Regions from separate parts of the Mus musculus genome. Here region 1 is linked to region 2. Evidence: chromatin contacts called from public promoter capture Hi-C data. All regions are on one chromosome and are shown on one strand. The core of a region is the stretch at or near the end of the contact, and the rest is flanking DNA. Distances in the headings are between cores, read along the strand shown.

Region 1 (5,373 bases), core at 2,752-5,251, 2.9 Mb before region 2:
TGGGGCTGTTAGGGGAGGTCTCATCTAACCTTCCTGGAAGTCCTTCGCTAGGGACAGGCTCAACCCACATCCAGGCTTCTCTGGTTTGTGCTTGGGTTTGAGGATGCGAGTGCTCCCCACTCCTGCTGCCACCAGGCCTGCTGCTCCCTGCCAAGGAGAATTTTTTGTTTGTTTTTTGTTTTGTTGTTGTTGTTTTTTGGTTTTTCGAGACAGGGTTTCTCTGTGTAGCCCTGACTGTCCTGGAACTCAGTCTGTAGACCAGGCTGGCCTCAAACTCAGAAATCCGCCTGCCTCTGCCTCCCAAGTGCTGGGATTAAAGGCGTACGCCACCACTGCCTGGCCTTGTTTTTTGTTTTTGTTTTTGTTTTTGTTTTTTTCCGTGTGTGTGTGTGTGTGTGGCGGGGGAGTTCTAATCTTTCTAGAACCATAAACCCAAATAAACTCTTCCATAATCACCGTTAGTTATGGTATTTTATCACAGCAACAGAAAAGTGACCAACACCAACTCAGGGGCAGGAACTGAAGTGAGGCTGCGGTAGAACGGTTTGCCCAGATACCTCTCTCACATAGCCAGACCCAACCACCCTGCGGTGGCACTGCTAAAAGGGGGATGGGCCCTCCTAGAGCCATTAGCAATCAAGAAAATGCCCCACAGACATGCCCACGGGCCTATCTGAAGGAGGCGGTTCCTCCGTTGAGGTTCCTTCCTGTCAAACACATCCTGTTGAAGGCCGAGATTAGCCAGCGCACCATGTCCTTACTCCCCTAGCTTCTATCCAGGATCTGCAGGGAAAAAAATCCTAATTTTAATAACCGCCAAGCGTGATCTTGCAGCCCCGAGAGGAGAAACAGGTCATCTGCGGCCAATGTGCCCCATTTTTCCTCATTGGTTTTGGCTGTCACAGCTGGCTGAGTTATCTCACATAACTGTGACCAGTGCCAAGATGGGTGGATCTTATGGACAAGGGAAGCGCCAGCTCTGTAGCTCAGCAGGGCACAGGCCTGCCTGCTCTCCGTGCTCCACCTCCCTCCTCACCCTGTGGGCTTTGCCTTCAGGGAGTGTCTGAGAGGCTTCCCTTTCACCTCTATGATGCGGGGGGGGGGCATTGGACCAGGGCCTCCCATATAGTAGCCTGGCAGATGCTCTGCCCCCGAGCTACGTCCCCACCGTGCCTTACTGTGTCTGTTCTTTCGATGAAGTGAAAGCTTTTCCAGGGACCCAAAGGAAATCTCTAAGGCCCATCATGCCAAAGACAGTGGGATCACCAGATTAACCGTAGTGACTAATCACCAAAGGACCAGCAGATGCCAAGGAGACACCTGCTGTGGTCTGTTATCTTCTAATTCAGCACCCATAAGTTTATTATAGTAAGGACAGGCCAGGTCAAAGCAGGACAGACAGAATATTCATATGGCCTCACCAAAAGAAGGATTTCTGCAAATCTTTGGTTTTAAACAAGTCTCTCTCTCTCTCTCTCTCTCTTTTTTTTTTTTTTTTTTTTTTTTTTTTTTTTTTTTTTTTTTTTTTTTGGTTTTTCGAGACAGGGTTTCTCTGTATAGCCCTGGCTGTCCTGGAACTCACTTTGTAGACCAGGCTGGCCTCGAACTCAGAAATCCACCTGCCTCTGCCTCCCGAGTGCTGGGATTAAAGGCCTGCACCACGCCCGGCTTAAACAAGTCTCTCTTACATAGCTCTCTGCCCAGGTTCATTCTGGAGAAAGGCAAGGTTATTCCAGTGTGGGGCTCTGTTCCTCCACCAAATTGTTGTTGTTGGGTTTTTGTTCTGTTTTGTTTATTTTCTTTTTCTTTTTTTAAAATATATTTTGTTCTTTTTTAAAATATTTATTTATTATATGTAAGTACACTGTAGCTGTCTTCAGATACTCCAGAAGAGGGAGTCAGATCTCGTTACGGATGGTTGTGAGCCACCATGTGGTTGCTGGGATTTGAACTCCGGACCTTCGGAAGAGCAGTGAGATGCTCTTACCCACTGAGCCATCTCACCAGCCCTGTTTTGTTTATTTTCAACACAGAGTTTCTCTGTGTAACAGCCCTGGCTGTCTGGAACTCCTCAAACTCAGAGATCTCAGAGATCTGCCTGCCTCTGCATCTCACGTGCTGGGGTTAAGTGTGTACACTATCACTGCCAGCTCATATTTTTAACATGTTGAGTTAAAACATCATTTCTCGGCAGGGCATGGTAGTGTGTGCCTGCAATCTTATCACCTGGAAGCAAAAGGCAGGAGAATCACAAGTTCAACAACATCTTTGTCTAAATAATGAATTCCAGGCCAACCTGAACTGCACAAAACCTTGTCTCTCACATATATAAATACACATTTCTCTTGATTATTGGGTACTTTGCCCCCTAAATTTTCCACATAAGACAAATATCTCATTTGCTATACTCTAGTACTGACCTCTACCCAGGCTTAAATCCTCTTATAACCGTCAGGCTCCCCAGTCTGACCACTGGGATCTAGAAAAGAGCGAAGGCTTGCCTGTCTTTGTATCTCCGTGTACCTGTGCTCACACAGAGGCCAGCACAGCAGACTTCAACAGTATTTAGAGGCCAGATACGGTGGTACCCCACTGTTTGAGGCAGGAGGATGTAACCCTGTGACAGGGCCACAGATCTTAGCACAGTTGACCCCGTGATGGAAGCACCATCCAGAGTGTGAAACTCAGCCCGTAGACAGCACCACCTGCAACTAAAACAGACCTAATCCACCTAAGTCCACGGCTCTGGGAAAGTCTCAGAGCGTACTAACCTTGCTTTGGCTTCTGTAGTTCTGCTTCTAGCTAACTGTTCTTGCTAACTGAAATGTGTCAACAGAATGTGGTTTTTATCCTTAAAGAGAAAAGACTTGGCTACACAGGGATCTCGTTATAACACCCAGTGTCCTGCTGGCCGGGGCCGGCTAATAGACTTCGTATCGGTTTAAACTGTGTGTGCGCAGTCATCTCTGGTGGACACCACAGAGCAGCTCTAGGCCAGCTTGAGTTGTATATAAATAAAAACCCTATTTCAAAGCACCAACAACCATAACAAAACAATCTTTAAAGGAAGGAAGGAAGGAAGAGGAAGGAAGGAAGGAAGGAAGGAAGGAAGGAAGGAAGGAAGGAAGGAGAAAGCCACCAACAACACTGTAGGATTAGAAGGTAGTGTTGTTTATTATTTACCAGAGACTAAAAGCATTAAAAAAATAAACAAACCGCACTTTGTTTTGGGTTTTGGCTGTTGTTTTAGAGTTGGGTTCTGGTTTGGTTTGGAGATAGGGTCTCATGTTCCTGAGTCTGGCCTGGATGTAGCCAAGGACTCCGGATCTCTCTTGCTTCCAACTCCCAGACACTGGGATTACAGTATACGCCACTGGCTTCAGATTTTTGGTTTTGTTAGGCTGGCCTCAAACTTACTTTGCAGTCAAGACGACCTTTAACCTCCTGACTTTTTTAAAAGTTTATTTACCCTTTATTTTATGTGCACTGGCATTCTGCCTGCATGTACATCTATGTGGGCACGTCAGATCTTGGAGTTACAGACAGTTGTAAGCTGCCATGTGGGTGCTGGGATTTGAACTCCGTTCCTCTGGAAGAACAGTCAGTGCCCTTAACCCAGTCCGCACTTCTAACCTACATCATCACACTTCTGTGATTTCTGGCCTATGCTGGTGTGGTATCTGGGGATCAAACTCAGCTCATTGGGATTGTACTTTTCCCCACAGAGGCACCTCGCCTGGCCCCCACAAGTGTTTCTGGATAAGAGGCTAGCCCTCTCTGTGAAGGGCAAGACTCCCCTCCCCTGAGTCTGCCACACTCAGAAGCCGCTGTCTCTCTCCAGGGCCTGAGAGTGGGAGGAAGGGAGCCATAAGGGGCAGAACTGACGTCACCAGCTCACAAAGCTGCCTTGTCTCTCTGCTTCAGCAGATCTGCTCCTCACTGAACTTCCTGCGCTATGGTGGGGAAGCCCCTTGAAAAAAAGAAAAAAGGAGACGGAAGTGCAGAGCACTCCAAACCAGAACCTAAATGGTAGAGCAACAAACAGCAGCCTGTGCGGGAAGATAATGAAATTTACAAAGCTTCTAGGAAGGCCCATCTCAAGTCCTTGCAGCTGAGAGAATCTGAGCCTGCCACCTCAGAAGTGCCTAAGGATGGTTGTGAGCATGTGTGGATGACTTCTTCAGGAGCCGGACAGCAGGTTGGGAGGCATCTTGTCCTGGTGCCCGATTTTCCCTTTATTTAGTACACATATAAACTTGTCATTTAACAGAAATCATGTTCTTTTCTTTTCTTTATTAGTACCGTGGGTGTGAGTGAGTGTGGGTGCTTGTGTGGAGAACAAGGACAACTTTTGGGAATCGATTCTCTTACCATGTAAGTTCTGGGGACTAAACTCAGGGATCAGAGGTTGCACAAGTGCTTTCACCTGCTGAGACACATCGATGCCCCTCCCCCCTTTTTGAGTTAGGGTCTCATGCAGCCCACAATGGTCTCAAACTTATTTAGCCAACAGTGACCTTGAACCCTGATCCTCCTGTCTCCCTCTCTCAGCTGCTTGGATTGGAGGTGTGTGTCACCGTGTTCAATTAATGAAAGCCAAATTTTAAGTGGGCTGCCACCAGCGGAGGTCAGGGTGTCCCCTTCTGCCCTGTGGTGCATCAGAACCTTCCCATGCAGTGGGGAAGGGAGCCCTCCCCAACCCCTGCTAGGAGAGAACGCAGTGTTTTAGGGATAAGTCTACAGCAGGCACCTCCAAATTAGACAGCTAGTCATTATGAAGACTTAAGTCACCTTTAAAATCATAGTCAGGCATGGTGGTTCATTTGTCTAATCCCAGCACTTGAGAGGCTGACTCACGAGGATTGAGACCAGCTTGGCTAGCTACAGGAGGCCTTTTCTTGAAATGCAAAAATGAAAGGGGGGGTGGCTCACACCTTTAATCCCCACACTAGAGAGGTAGAGGCAGGTGGATCTCTGAGTTTGAAGCCAGCCTGATTTACATAATGAATTCTCAGACAGCTAGGGTTACTTAGAGAGATTCTGAATCAGATAGATAGATAGATAGATAGATAGATAGATAGATAGATAGATAGATAGATGACCTCTGACCTGCATGTACAACACACACACACAAATCACTAAAAGAAACAGATTGAAAATGATCAAAGTGCATTATATATACATCTACGAAGTGTCATAATGAAACCTTTGTTTCCCATAACTAATGAACGCTAATCAACTTCTTATTCCCAAAGTGAACTCATTAATAACAGCTTCAGAATTTGAGGTACACACATCGGCTGGCACTCCTCGAAAAGCCAAACAGTCTCTTTCACGCTCCAAGGCAGAGTAAGAGGTCATGAGCCTACCCTG
Region 2 (5,581 bases), core at 584-3,083:
TGCTTCCAAGCTAGGTACCTTGAACACTTGTGATAAAGAAGAGATTCAGACTCATAGACTAGACAGCTGAGGGTCAGTGCGGCTGGGAGAAAATCAGTGCTGGGGTGGAGTCCTTCAAGGGAAAGAAAATCCTTCCGGCTGAGGCTACAGAAATCGTGAAACATTTCAGAGGAGATGAAGGGATTTCAACAACAGAAGGGAGAAAGGTAGAGCGGCATTTACTCTGTAGGGAGTGTCTTAGGCCAAGGCAAGGAAGTGGGTAAGTATGGGGACATGAACAGCTAGCTGACAGGGCTGGCTGTGGTAGTAATAACGGTAACTACCTCTGAGCAAAGTACCAGGAGACACTGGGCAGGGATGTGTGTGGTGCCACATTGCAAGAGGCCATGGATGCTAGGGCAAGGTTGTAGTACCCATTAACAGGTACAGAGGAGTTACACTTAGCAGCTGAACAAGGGCACATGAGTCTAGACCTGTGTGTGACCTAGCAACATGGCCAACGTCCCTCTAGGCCACTCAAGACTCTGGCTTCCAAGATATCACATCTCTAGGTCTGCCTCATTTTCCCCTTCTAAAGGTTCTTGGAGTTCCGAGGACTCAGAGAGTAGATTGGGACCAGAAGGAAGCTGCCTTTCAGTGGCGGGCACCTCAAGGGCAGGGGAGCATAGTGTTCCTGGTGAATGACCGCTCTCCCTTCCCAGTTTTCTGACCTGCCAAATTGCTGGAGGCAACAGGACTGACAGGCCAAGCCAGGAAACTCAGTGGGAAGGTCCTCGGCCCCTGACCCTTGAATCTGACCTCCTCCCGTCTAAGATGGGGGAGAGGCAGGGAGGGCTTCAGTGCAAAGCCAGTCCTCAGCTGAGTTTATTAGCTGAGGGAGGGCTGGAGGCGGCTGCATTCCGACTCACAGACTGGAACATTTCTGTGATCCGCTGTAATGCACTGGGGGACACTGGGCACATTGCTGAAGTTTGACTCATAGGGTCCAGGAGTGGGGGGGCAAAGGAGGGTCATTGTGGAGGGAGAGGAATGGAAGAGGAAGAGGAGAGGATGGAAGGAAATCCCTTGAGAAAAATTTTTTTTAAGTTTCGAAAACTGCACCACCCCCCATCCCCTTTTTTTTTTCTTTTAATAGGAACAGACTGGACCCTTCTGCTCCCCTCAGCAGACAGTGGGGGCGGGGGGTGCCACTGGGGTTGGACTGGCAGTGGTTCAAATCAGATCCTGAAGTGTTCCTGAGGAGAGTCGTGTGTGTGTGTGTGTGTGTGTGTGTGTGTGTGTGTGTGGTGTGTGTGTGTTAGGATGGGGCAGGGGTGTCCGTCTGGGATTCCTTGCTCGAGACTCCAAGCGTGCCCTGCTCTCCCTGTGTGTAGCGCTGCCCTCGTTGACTTAAGTGTGTAGATGTGTGCACAGGAGTCCTTCCCCGAAGCGTAAAGCACCCTGGCTTGTGTAAACATGGATGCACGCCCGTGTACGCTGTGTATGCACGGGTGCGTGCACTCAGGTATCTGGGTTTCCGGGAATTGTGCGCGGGGCGCAGCGCCGCGCGGCGGCTGGGGCTTCCGCGGCCGCGCGCGGGTCCGGCCGCGTCCCGCGTTCCGGGTTCGGCGCTGCCTCCCGGGCGGTGAGCCGCGCCCCGCCGCGATCGGTGTCTGCCGCCAGGCTGTGTGCTGCTGAGCGAAGCCCGGGTGGTGTGTCCCAGGGCCGCCAGCGCCGGCCCCCTCCCTCCCCTCCCCCTTGGCCCGCTCTCAGACTCAGATAAAGCATTTCCTTCCATTGTCATCCTACCCGGCCGGCCAGGCTGCCAGGGCCCTCCCCCTCCCGGCCCCCTCCCTTCCTCTCGCCGTCTCACAGTCGCTCTGCAGCCTCCGGCGACCGGGGGGATGTGAGGCCGGCGCCCCGGCCCCCCGCCCGCCATGAGCCCCCGGCTCTGAGGGCCCCGGCCCCTGGATGCACAGCCCCGGCGCGGGTGAGTACCGGGCGGCCACCCCCTCCCCGTCCGCCCCGCCCTGCGCGCGGCACCCTGCGCTGCTCGCCCCGGCTCCCGCTCCGGCTGCGGCTGGGTCTCCGGCCGGTCCGGCTGGCCGGGTCCTCCGCGCGCCCTGGACCGCGCCCGCTCGCCCGGGCTCTGGCCCGCTCGCTGCCCCGGCTGGTTCCGGGGCCGAAGGGCTCCGGCCTCCTGCGGGGCGCCCACATCCGCCCGCTCCCGGGCAGCGACAGGCCCCGGGGAGGCAGTGGGAGGCCCGGGGCCGCCTGTGCAAGGGCCGGGCGTCCCGTCACCCTCCTCCCCGGGATCCGGGAGGCACGGCCGGCCGCCGAGGCCCGGGAGGGGGCGGTGCTCCGGGACCAAAGGTTTGGAAGCGGGAGGGCAAAGGCTAGGACCCACTGAACTGGCGCAGAACTTGCAGGGCTGGACATCAGCGCCCCTGTCTTGTAGAACTGGGCAGGGCCCTACTCAGATCCTGTAGCTGAGGGAAACGTCCCCTGGAGGGGTACTGGGCTGGGAGATTTCTCTGAGCATCACCCCTTATCCTTGATCACCCATCATAGAGAGACAGACACTGTGTTCAGCCTAGCAGTGAGGACAGTTAAAGGCGTGGGGAAGTGGGGGCCGCAGGCTGAGTACTGAGAGAGGTAGGGAGGTGGGGAGCTGGATCTAGCCCCCCCACCCCCACCCACCCCCAGTCTGATAGTACTGAGAAGTATGAGAACCCGGGCAAATCTGGCAACTGAACTGTCTTTTCGCCACTGCGATTTCTCCGCCAATTGAGTTGGAAGAAAAACCTAAGTCCTGCATGCAGGTCGCTTAATGAGTCCCACTTATTTCTCACTGGCTGCCGGTTTGGGGCCGACTTAGGGCTGACCATTGGTTCCCTGAACTATCCTTGCTGGCTGTCCAGCACTCCCCCAAAGCATCCTGCATCATCTGGCGGGGTTGGCTTGCTGCTAAGTATCCCTTCCCACATCCCAACGCAGCATCTGCTTGAGGCCCAGTTCTGCCTGCCAAAGTTTCAGGGTGATAATAGGACATTGGCCCTCGGTGGCCCTGGAGGGAGTGCAACATCTGGAATCAGGAGCTAGTCCTCCAGACTTTTACCTAGATTTGCTCAAATTCCATTGCAGACTGTCACTTTGGTTGGTTTCTATCCTCTAACTTGTACTTAGGTGACCCATTTCTTCCCAAGAGGACCCCCATGGGCTGCGGTCGTGCCTCCCCTCTGTGCCAACCTTCCGAGCCTCTTCTCCATCCGCCGCAAATCATCCTTCACTCTTAACCTCCTTGCTCTCTGCAGCCTCACGTCTCCCCTCAGTAACTAAGTACTTTTCTTCTTTACAGTGATTCCTGGGGGGGAAATGAGGCACAAAGCAGTTCCAGTGTATGGTACCCAGATAACTGAGATTGGACCAAGTCCTGAACCCAATGGGGCTGAGGCTTGTGTCTCTGTCTTTAGTTTTATGATGTCCTTTCCAAGCTAGACCCTCAGAGCTGTGCGTTGGAAAAGCTAGGTACAGGGTGCATCTGAGCCCCCTGCTGCTCAGTTTGGCCCCTTAGCTGGGGCATTTTTCTGTGTCTCAAGGGCATATGCTGAGCTTTGAGGCAAAGAAGGTTTCTCTTCTAAGCAGGTCACCTTACTTAAGCAGGCTTTTCTCAAAATTAACATGATAAGGTGGGTGGGTGGGGAGGATTCTCAGTTCACTTTCCAAAGCTCAGAGCTAGAGGGACCAACCGCACATAGCCAGTCAGTAATCCACGGGGAGTAAGGGAACAGGCAGAGCCTCCTGTGTCCTTGTCTCAGGGATAATGGTTCTCACCTATCTAGTTCCTAGTGGCTCAGTTGTGATGGGATTGGAAATGAGGACCTTTTTATAGCTGTAGGCACACTTCTTTCTTGGCCTTCTTTGCTCTTTGCCTTTCTTTAAGAACTGGTCGTTTCAACGTTGACAGGAGCCCCCAGAGAAAGGTGAGCTAATAATGTAAGGCCCAGAGTCACCTAGCCAAGGAATGGCACCAACCAGACCGGCCTCTGCCAGCATCTATTCTGAGCTCTTCCTTGGTTAGATGTGGTCTGGAGGCTGCAGGAGAGTATGGGGTATTGCAGGGCTTGAAGGCAGGTCCCCTTGGAGGCGCCAGCTCCAGGACTTTGAGTTTGTATATGTTGGATTTGTTCACTAGATGGGGCACTTCCTCTGGGGCAGGAAGCCTTGATTTCCTGTGTTGGGGGGTGGGTAGGGACCAGGAGTGAGGGGCCCAGTGCACCATCCCTGATGTTGTTTGGAACCACAGAAGGGCAGAGCTTTCGCTTGAAGCAGCTTCCCTAATCCAGGGGAGACAGGAAGGAGAGCTCTGGCGGGGAGGCCCAGGTTGAGGCTAGGGAAGGCTCTAAGTGCCATGAGCTGGGGGGTGGGTAGCGCAGCAGGAAGCCTGGTGAGCAGGTGACTCTGCCGGGTATTGTATTCCTTATAATATTTTCCCTGTTTCTGTGGTAACATTCCATGGGGGCCTCAGGCCTTAGGGCTGCAGGAAGGCACTCCAGACAGCCCTTTCCTTAGTGGCCCCACGTACTGGGAGCCCCCACATCTAGCTACTCCCTAAGCCTTTTGCTCTGTAGGACCAGGGCCTGAGAATCCAGTCAACTGGCCTGACCAAGCACTGACTCCGGGCCCCATGATGTCTCCTGGTGGGCAAGGGAAGAGAACTGGGCTGGATTTGGGGGGTGTCTCCAAGCAGATTAGAATACCACTCTCAGCCTCTGCCTCACCTTATCCCATCTTTCTCTCTTCTACCCTCCTCCAGTCATTCAAGGGGCTGTGGACCACGAGCCAGCTGCCTGGGGCAAGGGGTGGGGGTGGTAGAGGCAGGAGGGATGTTTTCATCAGCAGAGCATGGCTCCTTTAGTTCTGGACCTGTTCCCAGAGGCAAAATAAATTCAGGCTAGCATCTGTTTAGTGTGAGCCTCCGTGTGATATGTGCGTATGCACTGGGTGTGTGGTGGGTGTCTGTGTTTGCCCAGGGCTGTGTGTGTGTCGATGTGGTGGTTCTGTGGCAATCTGTGATCCATGTGCTGGCTCTGGTGGGTGTTTGGGGGTATGCACACATGTGGCACAGATGTGTGTCTTCTGTGTCATGTGCACCTTTGTAAGTTATGGCTCTGTGTCGGGTATATAGTGCCTATAGACAGGTTTTAGGGATTGTGTACCTATGTAAGACTTTTACACGTGTCCAGATCTTGACTTGTAAAAGCACAGCCCATGGTTTTTGTCCTTTTTTTCTCTCTCTTTCCCTTTCTCTCTCTCTCTCTCTCTCTCTCTTTCTTTCTTTCTCTCTCTCTCTTTCCCTTTCTTTCTTTCTTTCTTTCTTTCTTTCTTTCTTTCTTCTTTCTTTCTTTCTTTCTTTCTTTCTTTCTTTCTTTCTTTCTTTCTTTCTTCCTTTGTTAGTTTGTTTAATGATACAGGGTTTCTCTGTGTAGCCCTGGCTGTCCTGGAACTCACTCTGTAGACCAGGCTGGCCTCGAACTCAGAGATCCACCTGCCTCTGCCTCCCAAGGGCTGGGATGGAAGGGGCGTGCCACCACATCTGGCA

What was found. Promoter capture Hi-C pulls out the DNA fragments that hold promoters and counts their contacts.
Region 1: a contact with region 2 is called in a promoter capture Hi-C map of liver, with 3 times the contacts expected there. The contact joins the promoter of I730030J21Rik here to the promoter of Hdac7 in region 2.

The regions. Positions count from the first base shown.
Region 1 is chr15:100,731,365-100,736,737 of GRCm38.p6, reverse strand. I730030J21Rik (RIKEN cDNA I730030J21 gene) reads left to right here and starts at 4,001. Exons shown (of 3, transcript NR_045782.1): 1 at 4,001-4,198; 2 at 4,300-4,374.
Region 2 is chr15:97,827,747-97,833,327 of GRCm38.p6, reverse strand. It overlaps Hdac7 (histone deacetylase 7), which reads left to right and starts at 1,833. Exons shown (of 25, transcript NM_001378971.1): 1 at 1,833-1,969. The coding sequence starts at 1,951. It overlaps Gm33636 (a long non-coding RNA gene), which reads right to left and starts at 2,642. Exons shown (of 4, transcript XR_001781759.2): 1 at 2,023-2,642.